2 separate regions of the Mus musculus genome follow, and region 1 is linked to region 2. Evidence: chromatin contacts called from public Hi-C data. All regions are on one chromosome and are shown on one strand. Each heading gives the region's core, a stretch centred on a gene start, on an enhancer-like site or on the middle of the called end of the contact. The rest is flanking DNA. Distances are from core to core; before and after follow the strand shown.

Region 1 (4,385 bases), core at 408-2,907, 77 kb before region 2:
GGTCCTGCCTCATGAGTGGCAGCGTGGCCGGCTCGGTACAGCACCTACACTTTCCATTACCCAGACCAATGTTCCCCTCCAGTGAGCCAGGCAATTGACAGTCCTTTGCACATCTATTCTGTTTTTGGAAAATGTATTAACATTATCTCATTAAATTCAATGTCTCCATGGAGTGTCTGTTAGCAATTGCACATTAGCTGTCTGTATTTCCAAGTCACCATGGTGCTTTCAAGCGTGCACTCTAAGTAGAGAAGCGATAAGAAGAAAACAGTTGTCCCAGAAGGCTGCTTCCACCCATTTGTGCACCTGAGGTCACAGAGCCAAAGCTGGTGCTCAGGCGACTGCATCTTGGCTTGATCTGGTATCTTACTTAAACAGGACAGATAATAAAGTTATATGAAGAAAGGAAAATGAAATGCTTGATCTTTTAATTTAAAAATAGGGCCCCCTCCTTATAGAGTAAATTCTTGGTCTTGTTCATTTGATAGGAGGGGTTTTACTCTTGGCCTCTTTAAACACTTGGCATTTGGATTCCTTATTTATATACATGGTAATTGCACACCAGACTACTACTTTTCCATGCTTAAAATAGGAGACTCACATGTGAGACTCTAATCCTCAAAGCTCAGACTGTTTCATACATACCCTGTTCCAGAGAACCATTCTTTCATAGACCAGAACTGTTGTTAGACAGGAATCACATGCCTCACAGGATTCGTCTTAGGAAGCCTGTATGACTGGTCTGCAAATTATACATTTCCACAGTGTCTATGTGTCAGTTCCACAGGGGGAATAGCTGATTGTTTTACTGCAAAATGCAACAAAGTATTAACTTTATGCCATTGTGGTGTTAATAGAATGTACTTTAGCCACAATGGTTAATATATCCAAATCCATTTAGTTAGAAATATAAACCTTCGTGTCATTAGTATCTCTGTTTGCTTGATTTTCTTTCTTGTGAATAAGATGGGGAATTTATTTTATTTTTTAAAGATTTATTTATTTATTTATTATATGTAAGTACACTGTAGCTGTCTTCAGATACCTCAGAAGAGGACATCAGATCTCATTATGGATGGTTGTGAGCCACCATGTGGTTGCTGGGAATTGAACTCAGGACCTTTGGAAGAGTCAGTGCTCTTAACTGCTGAGCATCTCTCCAGCCCAGGGAATTTATTTTATAAATGAAAACTTTAATATTTTAAAATTTTTCTCTGTACAGTTTTTTTTGTGTGTGTTGCTGTCTTATTTGAATGTATTGCATATTCATGGCAGATTATGAAGAGTGAAAGATGACAATGTTTAGTCAGTTATTTGTGCCTCTCCCAAGAGAGGAAAAAATGGCCTCCATTCTCTGTTCAGTTTGTGGGGTCCTTGTATTTTCCTTAGCATGTGGTAGCAGATAAGCCCCGAGAGAAGCAGAGGGGTGTTTCCTGCAGCTACCTTTTTCTTCATCTAAGATTCATTGTGAAAGGAGCCCAAAAGCAAATGTGAAGACTTTTCCACTCTGATTTAAAGTGATTTAGAGAGGAACTGTGAACACAATATTTTCTCCATTGAAGATCATTTTATTCTGAAGTTTAATATAGGTTGACAATTTCTATTTCGAACTTGGGCTCAGGAGGGTGATGCTGAAGTGCGACATGCTCAAGCTGTTTCCTGGCGCTGAGAATGCGGGAGAACATAACCCACACGGGACCAGTCAGGCAGCTCTGCACGCCAATGTCCATTACATCTTACAGGATTTTATGTATATTTTTTGAAGAGAAAAAAAGTAAAAAGCTCTTCAGTGTAGTGTATAATTGAACATATATGGAAATAAAATCTCATTAAAAATAAAAAAAAAGGACTTGGATCTCCTCTGCAACTCCCATCCTGTCTATATTAAAATTCAAAGTATATTCATCTGTCACCAATCTGTGTATTTTCCTGTGGCCTGTATTGTGTTCCCCCCAAAACCTCTATGTTCAATTTCTAAACCACAGTACCGCAGACCCCATTGGAAGAGGTGATTGGGTGAAAATACAGTCGTTGGGCTTCTTCCTAATCCAATGTAAGGGATGGTCTTATGACCCAGGGAGGGACACTACAGAGGGAACACAGGCTGAGAAGCAGTAGGATGGAGGTGGCTGACCCTGAGCGACCTTCACAGAGACTGACCTTGCCTCCACTGTCTTGATCTGAGGTATTGCGTAATTGGGAGATACCCTTTCTGTTGTTGATGTTACCCAGGCTGCAACATCTGGACACCTCTAAAAAATTAATCCATGTCTAAGAAACAATGCTTTGTTACTAGTTAGGCTGTTTTCTTAAAATATTGTTAATTACCAGATTTTGCTATTTCTTTTCCTTGCGCTGCATGTTGAATGGGAACAGATTAAAGAGACAAGTTTTGCTTTGAGGAAAAATGTGTTTAATTAAAACTGAGCAGATAGTTTTGGGAAAGTCATCTTTCTGGGAGATTCTCCCATTTATACACTCAGACTAGAGTAAATGATGCTGAAAGTGTTGTACAGCCCCAGTTATTTCTGATTTCTCCGAAGACAAGAATTCTATTTTGGGTCTGTACTTCATTAAAAATTTAGCGACATGTAACTATGGGGCTTGGTGTGCCTGTGTGGAGTTGTCCTCTCATTGGATGATTTGTTGAAGCAATGGGTTACTATGGTGTTCAGCTCTGTGGCAGATGGAGTAATTGATCCTAAGAGCTTCTTGCAGTCTATGCTACTTTCTTTGACATGCTCATTCTGCCTATAAAGATGCTCAGCCAGCAACTAGAGATATGAGTGTTTAATAATTGAGACGGAGATTTTAATTCTCTTTATGTCAATATTAAAGATAAGAAGGACAGTTTGCCTCACTCATCTTCTTTAGTCTATACATATACTTCATTTACTAACCATGTCATATACACTTGGAAAAAGTTGTCATCCCAATTGGCAAATTGACTTCTTTTCGATTTCCACCATCATTGGATTTTTTTTTTTTTTTTTTTTGGATAGTATCTCTCAGCAAAATCTTGCTGGCATATGCAATAGTGTATGGGTTTGGTGGCAGTGCCTGGCAAATACAGAAGTGATGCTCACAGTCATCTATAAGATCGATCACAGGGCACCCAATGGAGAAGCTAGAGAAAGCACCCAAGGAGCTGAAGGAGTCTGCAGCCCTATAGGTGGAACAACATTATGAACTAACCAGTACCCCCAGAGCTCGTGTCTCTAGCTGCATATGTAGCAGAAGATGACCTAGTAGGCCATCACTGGGAAGAGAGGCCCCTTGGTCTTGCAAACTTTATATGCCTCAGTACAGGGGAATGCCAGGGCCAAGAAGTAGAAGTGAGTGGGTAGGGGAGCAAGGCAGGGGGAGGATATAGGGAACTTTCAGGATAGCATTTGAAATGTAAATAAAGAAAATATCTAATAAAAAAATAATCAGTACCCTCAAAAAAGAAAGAAAGAAAGAAAGAAAGAAAGAAAGAAAGAAAGAAAAAAAAGATAGTATCTCTGTGTAGACCAGGGTCGTTTTGAACTCAGGGAGATCTGCCTGCTTCTGCCTCCTAAGTGTTAGCATTATAGATGTGTGATACTACATCCTACCTCCATCATTGGTATTTTTCGTGAGTCTGTTTTAAACTTGTAAATTATACAGAGATGACACCTTGAGGTGACACTGAGATGGTCTGATTAAACAAAGGATGGCTTTTTATTGTTAGGTGTTCTGAGTCCTTACTTTATTTATTTATTTGTTTATTTATTTATTTATTTATTTATTTATTTAACATAAAGTCACAAGCTTCATTATGCTGGTTTCCTCGTCTCCCTCCTCCCACAGCTTATGCCAGTCTGCTTTTGTGTGTGTTACGTGGTGAATCTATTATCCTCTCCACACCCTTCCTGAGAACCCGCCTTCCCCTCTCACAGCCCCTTTCTAATCTCATCCCCTTTACCTGCACTCACACCCACATAAATCTATATATCTAAATCTTAGGAGCTAGGCTCTGCATAGGAAAGAGTATGTGGTTTTGTCTTTTGTGATCAGATCAACTCCATTAATGTAGTAATTTCCAGATCCATCAACTTATCTTTCTTCTTGGCTGTATGACATGTCATTATATATATGTTTCTCATTTCTTCATGTTGATCAGTCATTGTATATCTATGTTATTGTGTTTTCTTGCTATTGTAAGTAGAGAAATATTGAGCATGCTCATCATGCTAATATCTCTGTAGAAGGATGTAGCATGCTTTCAGTATGTGTATGTATTCCACTGTAGTAGGGTAGCTTGGTCACGTCGTGCTTATATGTTATTTATTTATTTATTTATTTATTTATTTATTTATTTATTTGAGAAACCTCCCCTCTGATTTCATTAGTAGTAGACCAAT
Region 2 (4,838 bases), core at 1,672-4,171:
ATTGAAGATATTTTTTTATCTATTTATTTTTCACTACAATTGTAAAATCATCTCTCCTATGAAATGAAGTAGAGTTTCTTACCAAATACTTTCAAGAATAAATCTAAATATGAAAGTACTCATAATACGTATTACTGTTTAAAGCCACATGGATAGACTTAACCCAATTATCTTACAGAAAACTGTTCTAGCTGCATGAAGATGCCTTGGTGATAAAGAAATAAGTTATGTCTGTCCACTTGCATGGCTATAGTTGCAAATATTGCTGGATTCAGAAATGTCATTGTAGGGATTTATATAAGTAAGTGATCTGAAATTATGATGGACTCGATTAAAGGATATTTTCCTCTAATTTTTTTGCCCCTTTGGCATACATAATTAATGTGACTTCCTGAAAATTACTTTGAAGGGGCTTTTAATCAACATTGCTATTAAGTGTTCTAGAAGAAGAATACTATGATTATCTCAGGAATCCCACCTATTCGTGCAGTGGAACGACAGCAGGTGTTAAGATGGCTTTAGGTGATGCTTAGTGAAAAGCAAGTGAAGCTGGAGGCTGATGTGCAAAAACCAAGTACTCAAAAGTAAATCCTGGGTCAAGCAGTCACACCCTAATGTGGAGCTATAGGATGCCTGGGGAGTAACTGGCAGGAAGCCAGTCAGGGAGGGGTCTGCAGAGTGATTTACATCTTAAAAGACTGTTTTACATTTGGATTTTTTGTAAACAAAGAAGACTTGTTGGCACTCTGAATTAGAGTAATCATAGGAAGATGGGGAAAGTAAACTGAGTCAAAGCATGGTCTGGCTGGCACTACCCCTGGAACTTGCACTGGGTTGATCTGGGGAAAGAACCATAGGAATAAAGTCAGGTCTAGAGTTTATTTGTTAAGCATCTAATAAAGTGTGGGGCATTGTCTTAGTAGCAGTTCTGCAGCAGAACTTGAGAAGATCAAAGATTCTTTTGATCGAGTGTCATTCATTCTTTTCTAGCTGTCTGGCCACTTGATGTATGAGGCTGTTTGTATTCCAGATCCAGGGAACTGTCAATGAATCTGGAAAACTGTCAATGAATTTCATTAGCTAGTGCTAACATTTAGTAGGGGAGGAGGAGGGCACAGCAACAAGGCTTGACAAGAGTTTTAAAGGGACACAATAATATGAGCGTATAGGCACTAAAGAAATGAGGCCTGATACCTCAGATATATTTAAAAGGCAGAATTGACTGAAAGATTGTGAAGAGTGCCAGATTAAACTGGGCTGTATATAGATGAGTAGATAACCAGTGGATTAATATATGCTGGGTATTTGTGGGAAGTCAACTAAGGAATACATCAGGATTACCAAGGAGGTCAAGTGAGGCATGAAGAACTTGAGCCAAGACAGAGACATTTAAGATGCCTATAGGAAATATTTGAGAATGGTTTAGTAGATTGAGAGATAGTTACTAAATGGAAGGAAGTAAAAGGAGAGATGAAATGAGGTCACCTTAGGTAGGAGCAGTGGAGGTAAGAACATGCACAGAAATGGTCCTGCTCTACGTAAGATAGCATAGAAGACAGTGATTGAAGAGAATGATCTATATGTTCCAAGTATAACTTTTGATACTGTTTGCTTTTCTTCTTTATTTCAACTCTTGTTAAGTCACAGATTATAACAATAGTAGTACAGTGTATGGTGTGTGTGTGTATTTGGTGTTGTGTGTGTTGTCTATTTCCTCCACCTAAAAAAAGTAGAATGTTTAATTCTTTGTGGCCAGAGATTCATTTAGAATCAAATAAGGAACAGGCCCTCTCTTTCTTGTCAGGGAAATACAAAATCCTAAGAAGTATCATGCTTTATGGGGATTTCTTCATCACCTAACTCTTTCCCAGTATCTCTAGATTAGGATTTTTTAGAGCAAAATGAAATAAACCATTTCCTTTGGTTCCAGGTTTTAGTCATCATGGCAGAAACATGGGAGAGTTCATCATATTGTATCTACAGCCAAAAACTAGAGCATGACTACTTCCTTGAATGCTTGTACTCCTCTCTTCATTTTATACAGTCTAGAATTCCTGCCTAAGGAATGGCACTACCCATAGTGGGCTGATCTTCCAAATTCCATTAATATAATCAAGATTATTTTTCATAGGCATGCTCAAAGCCACCTCATATGTTCTTCTAGATTTTGTCAAGCTGACAATTAACGCTGGCTACCACTATTGCTTATGAACTGTGTGTGTAGAGTGACAATGGTAACTACCACAATTGTTTATGAACTGAGTGGGTGGAAGAAGTAATGGAAGCTACAGTATCCTGCAGACTCCGAAGCCCAGTAAAGCCGTTTCTTGTATGCTCTTACTGCTCGGTTCTGCCTGGTTAGTGTCTGATTTCCCTGGCAAAGGTTACTTAGGCAGACTGATTCAGAAGAATATGTGGGTACCATCTGTTCTCAGTAAGATAGTTCTTAGTTTCATAAAACATTTCTACCACAAAGCTTATTGAACATGGTCGAATGTCATCATTTTCAAGATGCGCCAAAATGTGGCAGTGAGGGAAAAGATTCTATAACTGGAACAAATGCATATTGAACACTTGTTGTTTCTATGATACAAGTCATATAGCCTACACTAACTAAATTCCCTTTGTGGCAAAAAAATTGCTCATGGTCAGGGAGAAAGTCTTGTGGAAAGTTTTAATGATGAAAGTATTAAAACCATTTACTTAGCCAAGTCAAGTCCTAACAGTGCAACACTTTCATACAGCTCCTCATGTTTTCTGTGACCCCCAACCATAAAGTCACTTTATTGCTACTCCATAACTGTAATGTTGCTGCTGTTATAAATGATAATATAAATGTTTGATATGCAGGATATCTGATATGCAATCTCTGTGAAAAGGCCATTCAAGCCCAAGAGGGTTCATGACTCACCAGTTGAAAACTTGCTGTCCTGGAGCTTAGTTGCTTATTCGTGTTTGTGTAGTTAATAGCATAGAATTGAGACTATGGCTTATAGCCTTCTGCGTTTTCCTATTTGGCTTGTGCCTCTTGGTAGATGCAAAGTAGTTAGCATGGTTAGTCAGAATCACCTGTTCTGCATTTTCTTTCTTTTTTAAAAATGTGTATTTTATTTCCTTAGATATATACAGTATTTTGCCAGCATGTATGTCTACCTACCACTGTGTTTTTGATGTCTGTGGAGGCCACAAGAGGACATCTTGTGTCCTGAAGTTTGAGTTACAAATGGCTGTAAGCCATTATATGGGGGCTGGAAGTTGAATGCTGGTCCTCTGGCAGAACAACCAGTCTCTTAAATGTTGAGCCTTCTTTTTGGTTCAGCTCTGGTTTTTTCAGTGTGAGAATCCCAGTGGCACAGCTTTTTAGTCACTGCTTAATGTTGACAGCCCTTTCTTCCCTCTATCTGCCATCCTAAAATACAGGATTTCAATGTTCTTTCTTTACTGCTATGTGCTTTTTTTTTTTTCAAGATTCAGAAACATGGTAAATCTATGCCTCAGAAGTTGTAGGACAGCCTTATGGAAGCTGTATATTACAAAGAAGGAGTAAATTATGTTTTCTGCTTAATTTTTCAGATTTCTCAGTGGCATTATTGTTGACTATGCTTGCCTTCCTATTCTAGTATGAACTAATGGTGGTATAAATATTTTATTGGCATTTGAATTTTATGTGTGGTTCTCTCTCAGAGGCAGATTAGAATTTTTACTAATTGTTTTTTGTTTAGTGAGTCTTTATTTTCTTTTTGAAATTGCTTCTTAGCGCCATGAGATTTTGTATGATTCCTGACGTAGGTCATTTACCAGAACCTTCAGTTAAGAATTTACTGTATGCCTACTATGTAGCTATCTGGAGATTTAAAAAGAACAAAGGGTGAGATTTAAGCCAGTTGCCCTTTCAACATTGAGGTGAGGGTTGACAGCATGGAGTCAGCCTGCTTAGAGGTCAGGTCACATATATTTTCCTTCTGAGAGGGACTTGCTCTATATTACCTTGTCCCTGGCTTCAGAACATGCTAGGTCGCCTGTCTTCCTTCTTGAACCCACTTTATCTTAAATAAGTGAAAGAGATATGAACTGTGCTTTTTGTTATGGAGATTGGCAGAATGATTTCAAGGAAACAAATGATGAACTAGGGGCATCTTGTTCTTTGAGCTGTGAAGCTGGGGATGTTAGTGACCCATAAGGTGAAATCATGTGGTTTTAGATAATAGAACAACCAGGCCATGGTTTGGTCCTAAGCTAAGTGTGACACTTGGGCACATGCGGAGAAGATTGGCAGTATTTCCGTGTGTGTGTAACCGTGGTCTTTCCCTTCCATTGCTTTGCTTGGTAGAGTTTATAGATGGGAACCTGTAAGAGTAGGGGTTTCAGGACTGGGTCATGTGGATGCTCTTGGAGAGTTGCTTGAATTCTAACTGAGAAAGGATCCAGGATACAATCCCCTTATTCCGTTCTTTTTATTAATTTGCACTTTGATACGTTTTCTGCTATCAATTAATTGAGACAGTTCACTTGTCATGGACAGTCATGTGAAGAGGAGCTAACCTCCATCAAAACACCTTAACAACATTGCATATACTGAAGTCCTGGAGCGTCTACCTTTTATCAACATTTAGTGTTTATTAAAGTCCACACCAATATAGGTACCAGAAAGCTTGTACTCACAAGTTTACACACACACAGGCATCAGGTTACATCCATTGTGAGGACTTGTAAATAGAAAAATAATGAGGCCAAAGTCTGAATTGTGGTTTCCTATCAGCTATCAGATGGGGTTATAATATACTTCCCTGTCTGTCTGTCTGTCTGTCTGTCTGTCTCTATCTCTGTCTCTGTCTCGC

What was found. Hi-C and Micro-C count contacts between places; a contact is called where the count stands out from the background.
Region 1: a contact with region 2 is called in a Hi-C map of cortical neurons, with 1.8 times the contacts expected there. The contact joins two enhancer-like sites. A contact is called at or near these places in 6 of 484 Hi-C or Micro-C datasets (the G1E-ER4 cell line, brain, cerebral cortex and 2 more).

Annotation. Positions count from the first base shown.
Region 1 is chr5:5,238,568-5,242,952 of GRCm38.p6, reverse strand. The region is part of intron 3 of Cdk14 (cyclin-dependent kinase 14); the gene reads left to right. Among named protein-coding and RNA genes, the nearest start is that of Gm30151, 130 kb to the left of the region's middle. Within about 2 kb of position 1,657, at least 5 of the 459 cell types and tissues checked have an H3K27ac peak or open chromatin away from gene starts, as enhancers often do. A contact at or near this core is called in cortical neurons, where this site is marked.
Region 2 is chr5:5,162,099-5,166,936 of GRCm38.p6, reverse strand. All of the region lies in intron 5 of Cdk14 (cyclin-dependent kinase 14), which reads left to right. Among named protein-coding and RNA genes, the nearest start is that of Gm30151, 210 kb to the left of the region's middle. Within about 2 kb of position 2,921, at least 5 of the 459 cell types and tissues checked have an H3K27ac peak or open chromatin away from gene starts, as enhancers often do. A contact at or near this core is called in cortical neurons, where this site is marked.